Linked DNA regions of Hordeum vulgare: region 2 is linked to region 1. The links are chromatin contacts, called in public Hi-C maps. All regions are on one chromosome and are shown on one strand. The core of a region is the stretch at or near the end of the contact, and the rest is flanking DNA. Distances in the headings are between cores, read along the strand shown.

Region 1 (5,104 bases), core at 1,986-4,485:
CAGCTTAAAATCGACCTAAAATCAGGTCTGGCATACCAACGGATCGTTCGTATAGCTTCCATTCCATGTCGTGTGTGGAACAGTGACACCTACCTTTTGCCCATTTCATGCTTTCCACACCAAAATCAGAGTGCGCGTCCACAAACCCTCTCATCACCAAAATGTCAAAATCCATCCCCTGAGCTCGTCCCGGATCCGCACCCCCTCTCCACCGCAGGCCGCCGCTACCCTCAGCCCGCGATCCCGCGCTTGCTCCACCAGATCACCGTTCCCAGCCGAGTTGGGGCCTCGGAAGGCGGCCTGCGGGCGGTCGCAGCGGCGGGGCGGAGCGGATCTGCGCTGCGCCGAGGTCGAGGGGAGGTTGCCAAGGCTCTCCACTGTCCGCTTCCGCTTAGGTAGTGATACGCGACGGTTCCTGCTGCGCTGATGCTCGGCGCCGGCCTCAGTGCCAAAATCAGCAGGGCCATGGCGGCCCTGCTCCGGCGCGGCCGCCGGCTGCTTCGAATCGCTCCACCAGGCAGCAGGGCGCCATGGTCGGAGCTCCCGCCGGACCTGCTGCTCCTCGTGCTCTCCCGCCTTCCCTCCCACGCCGACCGCGTCCGCCTCCGCGCCGTCTGCCGTCCGTGGTGCTCCGCCGCGCGCCTGCAGCCGCAGCCATCGCCGTTCGCGTGGCTCTTCGTCCGCGCCGACACCTTCCTCGCCCTCCCCGAGGGTGCGCTCCACCGCATGCCCCTCGACCAAAGCGAAATCCTCTTACGCGTCCCGGATGCCACTGGCAACATGTTCTTCCTGGTGCACCGCGACGGCAGCTGCTACCTGATGATGAACCCTCCTTCCGGGGAGATCACCCCTCTGCACATCAGCAGCAACAGCCTCAAGATCGATACCAGTTGCCGCAGCTACAACTGGATCAGGAAGGTGGTGGTGTCCGACCGCATCGTCGCCGTTCCCTACAGTGGCATGGTCACAATCTTTCCTCGCATGGCGTCGTCGCCAGGTGGTGCCAGATTATGCTGGATGCTCCCTACAACATTTCCAGTAGCAGCCGCCCATGTCGACATTGACATCGCACTCTTTCAAGGCGAGCTCTACGTCCTCCTCACCAGAACACACAACAAGAGAGGCTCTTATCTGCCCGAGCTCCATCGCCTGGAGATCGACGACGAGCATAACCGCTTCAGGTCAGTCCGATGCATACGCGGCATGCCAAGAAACGGCCCTGGCCTGCCTGCTCTGTCTCCTACCTCCACGCCAAGACTAAACGGCGTGAGCCCTACCTGCTGGCGCTCGGTCTCCTACCTCGTCGCGTGCGGCGATCGGCTGCTAATGGTGGAAAGGCACACCCTTGTTGAGCACTTGATGGTCCATACGGAGAGTGCCACCCGAGAGCGCAGTTCGAGGCCCATACGGACCCAGCTGGAGGTATGGGAAGGGGCGGACCTGAACGACGGCCATGGGCATTGGCGCGAGGTGGATACGCTGATGGGGCATGCGCTCTTCATCAGCCGAGGCTGCTCTCGGTCGCTCCCAGCAGCCCAGTGTGGAGCTAGAGAAGATTGCGTCTACTTTGTGATGGCTGAGCGTCCCAGGTTTCTGCCCGGACGGAAAAGGGAGCCCGAGGAAGACGTTCTCCACTGTGTCGTGTACAACGTTAGACACAGGGTGATACACACATTGGAGACGAGCGAAGCGACGGCCAGTCCATGGGAACCCACCTGGTTTTTCCCCGCCGATGCTTGATTGACATATACAGTAATGCTACTGGTGTCATGTCAATGTGTACCCAATACAGTACTGTAGTATCTGATATACTCCCTCCGTAAAGAAGTATAAGAGCGTTTAGATCATTAAAATAATGAACTAAACACTCTTATATTTCTTTACAGAGGGAGTATATACATATTGGTTTGACAATGTATGCCAGTTGGCCACTTCTTCCCTCGTAAAACGAGGAGACAAAAATAGTTATACCCGTGATGAAGAACATTTATCTGGATAGGGTGAATTTGTATTGTAATTGTTACTGGTTCGAAGAATCTTGAAGCAGTTAGTAACATTTTTAGCAGTGAAGGGGCAGTGGTATGACGATGCTCTAGTGAATGAGTGTGAATCCATAAGCCAAGCTTGTATTCAGTATGTTTTTTATGCATGGAAGGCTACCTAATGAGATTCATGTTTGCTCATGAATCGATTTTGATGTTTTTTCTCTTAAGAAGGGTGATGCTTTTGATGTTACAACTCTATTCCTCAAGAAAGTATGAAATTTTATCTCACGTGCCCTGTTGCCTAACATATTCTAGTGGCAAACCTTTTATTTTTTGGACATCTGTTTTACAACATGCAAGGCTGTCGATTTCATTAAGATAAAGGAAAAAAATATAGAATGACCAGGTTTATAAGAAAATTATAGGCGGTGAGGAAATAGTTATTTCCTCTGCCCTTTGTCTCTCCATTTCATTCAGATATTTTTACTTTTCAGTATCAATTAAGTATTGTATAGCGATGAACTGTGATTTTTTAGTTGTCCAATGACTATTAGTATGTGAATTATGTCTGATTTATTTTTCTTTGTTGCTAAGGGTGTTTATCTACGCGGTTGCTAGTTCTATGTTACGTGTGTTACATGAATATGGAAAGTTCGGATAGGAGAAAAATAACTACGGAGGCAGTAAAATGAAAGATGACTCGTCATGTTTCAATGTGTTCTCAGACTTTTGAGGGGCCAGATTAGCTAGTTGCATTTATAGATGTTCTTAGATCATATACAATCAGATGTCTCATATTCTTCTCAAACGTCTGGGTGAACTGCCGGTCACTGTTAGGACGCAAAATTGCCAACCAACGGGACCTAGTAAATTCGAACCTCACACCCGAACTAACCGGTAATACCCATACCCATCATATCTAGGACGGATATAGGGACGTCCGGACATGCCCGCCGTGTAGGACTGGTCGTCAGGGTGTGCGCCAATTCAGATACCCCCCTCATTCAAGGACCAAAGGCCGGTCACTCTACGGGACAAGTTCATGGACTGGGTATGTATAGGGTCTGACAACTCCGGTTACATTAGATGCGTTTGCTCCCAGTGCAGGACACGGGATTGCTGTTTATCCACACGCCGGACACCGCACGTTTGCCACGTATAGTACGAGAGAGACACCAACGATGAAATGAGTTCGCTTTTCAGTTTGGACCTGGAAGTGAGGGTCCTTGCCTCCCACTTCCTCCCCTGCTCTTGCGTGGCGTCACACCACCGCCCGGCGCAACTTCCGAGACGGACACCGCCTATCTCCTCTCTCCCTCCGTCCGTCCAAGCATGGACTAGTCAGAACGAACACGTTACACAGCCCAACCAAAGCCGTCACATTCGAGATCCGACCATGGACATGCCCACGGCGGCGTGCTCACCCTCCTCGTCGGCGCAGCCTCCGCCGTTGCCGTCAGGTTTGTCCGTCGCCGCGCGCGTTGGATTCATTCACCATCCGTTTCTTTGCTTCTCATTTGCTATGCTTGGCGTGCGAGAGATACAGCCGTCGATGTGGCCGTTGACGCGCGGAATGACGAGGTGCGGCGGCGCCAGCTCCTCGATGCCGCCATCGACGGCAACCTCGACCTCCTTGCCAGTACGCCCCGAAATGCATGCCTTCAATAATGGACGGTGAAGCTTGTTTTCTATTGTCACAATAATGGACTAACAATCCATCTGATCGACATTGCGAGCGACGTCAAGGGATGGCGCTGGAGTTGCTGCCGCCGGCGCCTAGCACCACGGGCGCGGACGCCACCGGCGTCTGGTCGACGTGCGGCAGGGCGCTGCACCTGGCCGCCGCCAACGGCAGGACGGACGTCTGCCGCTACCTTGTCCAGGACCTCGGCATCCCCGTCGACTCCCTCTCCGACGAGCGCGAGACGCCGCTGCTCCTGGCGGCCACCTTCGGCCACACCGCCACCGCGGCATGGCTCCTGGAGCGCGGCGCCAGCCCGCGCGCCCCGGACGTCGACGGCGAGACCCCGCTCCACTGGGCCGCCTACAACGGTACGCACGCACGCGTCTCGCCGGCCGACGCCACCTCGCTCTGCTCCGTGTTCCTGTCGCTCCCGTTGAGACGCCGTGGCCGATGCCATGGCCTATGGCCATGCCATGCCGAGCGGGTACCAGACCAGAGCGCGTGCGCGACTGACATGTTGGCGCGTCGTCCGTGCTGCAGGGGATCGCGACCTGGCGATGCTGCTCCTGTACAAAGGCGCCGACGTGAGCGCGGCCAACCCCCGGGGCACGGCGCTCCACGTCGCCGCCATGCGGGGGTGCCCGGAAGTCGTCCGCGTCCTGCTGCGCCACGGCGCCGATGTATGTGCGGCCGCTCCTATGGTGCGTGCATTATGTGTTCAAGGCAGCTGACCAGCTTGCAATTTTGCAGCCGAACAAAGTCGCCAGCCGTGTCTTCACGCCCTTGGTCTCGTCGCTTCTTGGTGGCTCCGTGGAATGTATGAAGCTGCTCATTGAGGTGCTACATTACTTTATCTTCTGCTAATTGATCTCTTAAGTTCGTGTTGATTGCACAAATCATACCCTACTATTCCCTCTGTCTCAAAATAAATGTTCGTTGATCTAGTAGTATAAAATTTGTACTAACGTAGTACTAAATCTGCCACACTTATTTTGGGACGGAGGGATTAGTTGTTTGCGATGCTGCCACGGAACGGTTATTCTTTTTAGGTAGCACTTTGCAAAGCTTGGATTGATTATATCGAATTCCCAAATGAATTGCACATATCGAATTCCCCCCTTCTTAACTGAAACTTTTTCTGGAAATGTTAACTAGGCTGGGGCTAATGTTCATGCCGGGGGATTCACTGGAGCGACCCCTCTATTGTTAGCGTGCAGCCGCCGTGGCAATGTCGGATTCGTCAAGTGCTTGTTGAAGGCTGGAGCAGATCCAAACCTTCCCGACGAAGTGAGCATACTCTAAACCTCCTTTCCTGCCATATTTCATATTGTTCAAGACTTCAAGTACATATAGTTTGGAATACAGTTTTATCCTTGTGCCTGAACAAGAATGTTCCCCAGAAACTCATGGTTCCTGTACTCTGTAACAGCTTGGT
Region 2 (5,596 bases), core at 1,206-3,705, 86 kb after region 1:
TTTACGTGACGCCAACATCCCTAGCGTCTGGGTTGCAGTGGAGACGCCAAGGACCCTGGCGTCTGGTGGTGGCCCGCTCGATCTGCGCCCCATTGACCAGATGACGTGGCAAAGGGGCCAGACGCCAGGGGCCACGGCGTCTGGCCAGACCCAAACGCCAGGAACCCTGGCATCTGGCTCGGGTAAGTTAAGTAACTCCCTGGCCTGACCCACCCACCCACCCATCTTCTTCCTTCACCCCCAGCCGCCAGAACTTATCTCTCTCTTGCCCCCTCTTCCCCTCACACCCTCCCCCCCTTGATCTACTCCATCCTCCACCAAAATCACTACATTGCATCCCCCAAAGCTTCGTTGAGGTAACCTCCCCCAATCCCTCCAATTTTTTTTGTTTCAACATCTTATTTTGATAGTATTTTTGAATATTAGGTTATGTTTGATTAGTTGATTTTGTCTTAGTATTAGGGATTGTTTTGTAGTTGTTAGATGATGTAGTCCTTATATGTTAGATGATGTATTAGGTTAGGTGATATAGTTTTGTAGGCATTTATTAGATTAGGTTAGCTTATATGATGTATTAGATGATGTATTAGGTTAGGTTACATGTTAGATGATGTATTAGATTAGGGATTATTTTGTACTCCCTCCGTCCCAAAATAACTGTCTCAAGCTTAGTATAAATTTGTACTAGAGCTAGTACAAAGTTAAGACACTTATTTTGGGACGGAGTGAGTAGTTGTTAGATGATGTAGTTCTTATAGAAGAGTTTGAAATATATGATAGGTGTATGTATATAATATATGATAGGTGTATGTATATGATAGTTCTTATAGAAGGGTGTATGTATATCATAGGTGTATGTATTTGCCTTTGTTTATTTTTTACAAAAGAAACCTACTAAATTCGATGTATGTTATTTTTTGTAGGATGGCAGATGATAATGGCCCTTGATATGATGGATTAATAGAAGAGTTTGACTGATTGCACCGTGATCGTGCAATTAAGAATCGTAAGGTATGATGAATTAATCGAAGACTTGTCAATTATTTATGTTTTTTATGTGTGTTTGTTGTACTGATAATTGGTGTTGAACCCCCTCCCCCTCTGCGAGGCAAGGCTGATGCCTCAAAAGTGAAGCATTCCTGGTTAAAAGAAGTGAGAGGAGCACCGTACCCTGCGGATGCCGATGATATTGTCGTGCAGCAATATGCTCGGGCCTATCTTTGGTATACACTAATCAATGTAGTCTTCACAGACACAACCGGTAACTCGGCACTCTGGATGTATTTAGAACTGGGAAATTCCGTTTAGCTGGGGTTCAGTAGCACTATCATACCTGTATCGTCAGGTGAGAGCTATCCGCGAACATTTTTTTTAATTTATCATGCGTTACACATTGCTAACATTTATGTTTAATTGCAGTTGAATCAGACGTGTAGGTAACTGCAAAAACACGACCTGGGTGGATGAGCGCGAGGGATAAAGATTCTTGACACTGATAATTCAGGCTTGCTAGCTACTACAGCAGTCATAGTACGTACAGTACTAGTACTACTATAGTCTGGAGGGAGCGGGACAAGCAGCGACGGGACAAGAAAACAAATAAAAGGCTCGCTCGCATGTGAGCGAGTCGGCAGCGCAGCGCGCGTCGTTGGCTCCTTGTTCTCCTCGGGCTCCCTTTCTTTATCCCCCATCATTCCGTTCTATAATCCGGTTCAGTACGTACCACAGAGTTTAACCGCGGCGCGGAGGCCCGTGCCTGCTTCGTAGACCGGTTATTCATGACAAACATGCGCCCTGCCATTACCGCTCCTCACCTGTTTAGTTATTCCATCATTGGAGTACTTAGTACTACTAGAGTTCACCAATGCGACAAGCACAACGATTCCAAGGTACTACCGCCATTATTTTTCTCCTGAGCTTTGTACGAGAGTCAGCACAGCACAGCACAGTTTGTTTGTATATATGTGTTGTGGGTGAGTGCTACTAGCTAGCTTCAGTGTTAATTTTAAAGAAAACTTCGTAAGTAGAGAGACAGGGGGGAGAGGCGGAGAGGAGGGGATCGTCACCGCCGGGGTGGGTCATCGTCTCGATCTGCCATTATTGGACGGTCTGTTTTGCCGTCTCTCGGACGCAAAGGCAAAGCCACCCCACTTTCCTAGTATATTTTTTCATCAGTACTTTGTTTTTTGTCGACAGGATCATTGTTGGGTACGTATAATTGTTGGTCTATTTCTTGGTAGTATAAACAAGGACCAACACAAAAAAATGCATGTGGTTTGTAGAAGTGGAAAGGGGCGGGAGGAGGGCCAGAAAGCCTGGGGCCGGGAGTGGGTCGCACGCCGGTGGCATGCGCGTCCGTCCGTGTCGTTTTGGCGGTTTGCAGAGCGGCAGGCAGCGGCAGCGGCAGCGGCAGCGGCATGGATCGGTCGATAGGGTGCGGTGAGGCAGGCTGCCTCTACCAGCCTCAGCCTCAGCCTCAGCCTGCCTGCCCCACTCCACTGTCCACTCCACCAGCCCAGCCCCAGCCCCAGCGCCAGCGCCAGCACCAACCTCCCTACCCCTGCTCCCCCCTTGCTGCGCGGTGGTAGCAGCAGCCAGCGGATTAGATAGGCGGGCGGGATTGATTTTGACTGATCGCCTTCCATCTCCTCCCGGGGGACTCCCTCCCGCCGCCGCGGCGCCGAGGGCGGTGCTGGTGTGGGGATTTCGGTGCGGCTTTGGCTCAGACCTCTCCGTCGTCGCCGTAATCTTGGCCGGACCGAATCTGCGGCCTGCGTGGGGGCGATGGAGGCGTGGCCGCTGTGGCGGTGGTGGGCGCTGGCCGCCGCCGGCGTGCTCTGCCTGCTCCTGCCGCCGGCCGCCGCCACGCTCTCCCCCACCGGCATCAACTACGAAGGTAACCCTCCCTCCCCTCCCCTCTCCCCAAACTTCCGTCGATCTTGCTCCCTTCCCCCCAATAAATAAGTGTCTTGTGGCGCAACAAGATTCACTCCAATTGGCAAACGATTTTCTGGTTTCCCTTCTTGGCAACCACCAATTTGGAGAAGCATTCCAATGCCGGTGCTTCCGTCGCTTCCTCGCCATAACTGCGGCAAAGTTTTCTTTTTTCCATTGGATGTTGTTTCTTGCTAAGATTTGGTGAAGCTGATTGAGCCTCTGCGTCTTGTTCGCAGTGGTGGCGCTGATGGCCATCAAGACGGACCTGCAGGACCACTACAACGTGCTCGACAACTGGGACATCAACTCCGTCGACCCCTGCAGCTGGAGGATGGTCACCTGCTCCTCCGACGGCTACGTCTCCGCGCTGTACGTCCTTCTCCCCGCCCATCCTTGCTCACGCCGGTCTCTCTCTCCGTCGAGGAGCGTCCGTCGTCGGTGTCCTCGTCTTATTTCCGGACTAATCTTCTCATGTGATGGTCTGTGCTCACAGCGGTCTGCCCAGCCAAAGGCTCTCCGGTAAACTGTCGCCCGGCATCGGGAACCTCACGAGGCTGCAATCTGTGTAAGCTCGTCGCTCAGATTTATCAGTACAGTTTCTTTGAAAAATGTATTGGACAGATGAGAGATTGCAAAGTGTTCAACTTCAACATCTCTCCTGTTCTTGGACAGGCTACTGCAGAACAACGCGATTTCTGGCACTATTCCTAGCACCATAGGCAGGCTGGGGATGCTTCAGACGCTTGACATGTCAGACAACCATCTTACCGGGAGCATCCCGACTTCGCTCGGCGATCTCAAGAACCTCAACTATCTGTAACATTTCTTTCCCCGGCTATAGATTTCTCTACCTTCTTGCTTTATTATACAGCAACTCACACCTTGTCCTCTTGTTGCTGCCAGGAAATTGAACAACAACAGTTTATCTGGAGTTTTACCCGAATCACTAGCCACCATTAATGGCCTTGCACTTGTGTATGTCCTGTGAATCCTTTACTTCTTCTTCTTCTCCTCTTTCCTCGGTGTACTGCAACAAGCAGCTCTAATAATTGGCCTGCTTCACAGGGACCTTTCGTTTAACAACCTGAGCGGTCCCGTGCCAAAGATTTCTGCAAGAACTTTCAGGCGAGTCGTTCAGCTCATGCCCGATCACCTGGCTGATTCAATTCCTACCTGAACACCCTCCGTGCATGCTCTAGGCTATTATTGCTCATGCTCTCATTTCTTCTTTCCTTTATTGCTGGTTGTTTGTACAGCATTGCTGGAAATTCAATGATCTGTGGTGTCAAGTCTGGAGACAATTGCTCATCCGTGTCGCTGGACCCGCTTTCTTATCCACCAGATGACCTTAAGAGTGAGATTTTTTTTATTCTTGAGAAGTATACATCAATAGTATTGTTTTATCTCCTCTGCGCTGCTCATATTTGTTTCCCTTTCCTCAGTTCAGCCACAACAAGCCATGCCAAGAAGTCACCGTATTGCCATCATCTGTGGAGCAACCGTGGGTTCTGTAGCGTTTGTCGCTATCGTGGTCGGTATGCTTCTTTGGTGGAGGCATAAGCATAATCAACAAATATTTTTTGATGTAAATGGTAATGCTCTTTTCGATGTTGTGCGTGACCATATTAAACACTGCCTGTATTTGTACTTCAAAATATAGACATCTTTGTTGCATCAAGGTTGAATAACCTACTGTTTCTTGAGTTTTGAGCTATGTTTTTCATAGTTTCTACTTTCATAGCAAATTGATTTTGACAAAGACAGATATAAAAATGCTATTGGTTTATTTGGAATACAGTACTTACCTTTGGTCAAAGCTGAATGGTTAACATTGGGTTAATCTTCAGTAGTAACATAGCCAATTAATCTGTCGCAGTTCAGTAGGACAATTGCCAGCAATTTAAACTGCATTAACGTACTACTGTCGCTGTTCAGTACGATAGTCACTAGCAATTTAAACTGCATTAACATACTACTGTTGCAGTTCAGTAGGACAGTCACTACCAATTTAGACTTTTATACTTAGTAGCTTACAAGCCTAGGAGGCCCTTACTACGAAAACCTTTGCTGCAGTTCATGCCCCAGTTACTTTTGGTGTATTGATTTGCCTTGCAAAAAACATGAGATCTCTAATTTTACACATATTACTTGATCTGATAGTAATAACATGATCACAGTTTGTGGCCATGTTTTCCTTTCTGGCATGTTATACTGTTTTAGTTTCGTACTATGGTGCCTGATACCTCCTCTTAGCTACAGATCAATATGACCCAGAAGTATGCTTGGGCCATCTGAAAAAGTACACCTTCAAGGAGCTTCGAGCATCTACCAACAATTTCAACTCAAAAAACATATTAGGTGAAGGTGGATATGGAATAGTATACAAGGGGTTCTTACGTGATGGTTCAATAGTTGCTGTTAAAAGGCTGAAAGACTACAATGCTGTTGGTGGGGAAGTTCAATTTCAAACTGAAGTTGAAGTCATAAGCTTAGCTGTTCATCGGAATCTCCTACGGCTCATTGGATTTTGCACTACGGAGTGTGAGAGATTACTTGTTTATCCTTATATGCCAAATGGAAGTGTTGCTTCTCAGTTGCGCGGTCAGTATTTTTCCCCATGCCCTTATGACACTTTTAAGTGATTAGCATTACTTGTGCA

The links. Hi-C and Micro-C count contacts between places; a contact is called where the count stands out from the background.
Region 2: a Hi-C map of leaf shows a contact between it and region 1, with 4 times the contacts expected there. The contact joins the promoter of LOC123442793 here to the promoter of LOC123439418 in region 1. A contact is called at or near these places in 2 of 6 Hi-C or Micro-C datasets (leaf and seedling) and 1 of 1 datasets of contacts at active chromatin or transcription factors (embryo).

What each region holds. Positions count from the first base shown.
Region 1 is chr3H:32,136,140-32,141,243 of MorexV3_pseudomolecules_assembly, forward strand. LOC123439418 (poly [ADP-ribose] polymerase tankyrase-1-like) reads left to right here and starts at 3,236. Exons shown (of 11, transcript XM_045116135.1): 1 at 3,236-3,445; 2 at 3,532-3,624; 3 at 3,732-4,037; 4 at 4,210-4,349; 5 at 4,420-4,506; 6 at 4,825-4,956; 7 at 5,099-5,104. The coding sequence starts at 3,382.
Region 2 is chr3H:32,222,700-32,228,295 of MorexV3_pseudomolecules_assembly, forward strand. It overlaps LOC123442793 (protein NSP-INTERACTING KINASE 3), which reads left to right and starts at 2,456. Exons shown (of 11, transcript XM_045118934.1): 1 at 2,456-2,896; 2 at 3,174-3,306; 3 at 3,431-3,502; 4 at 3,610-3,753; 5 at 3,841-3,912; 6 at 4,003-4,062; 7 at 4,194-4,291; 8 at 4,380-4,529; 9 at 5,197-5,538. The coding sequence starts at 2,785.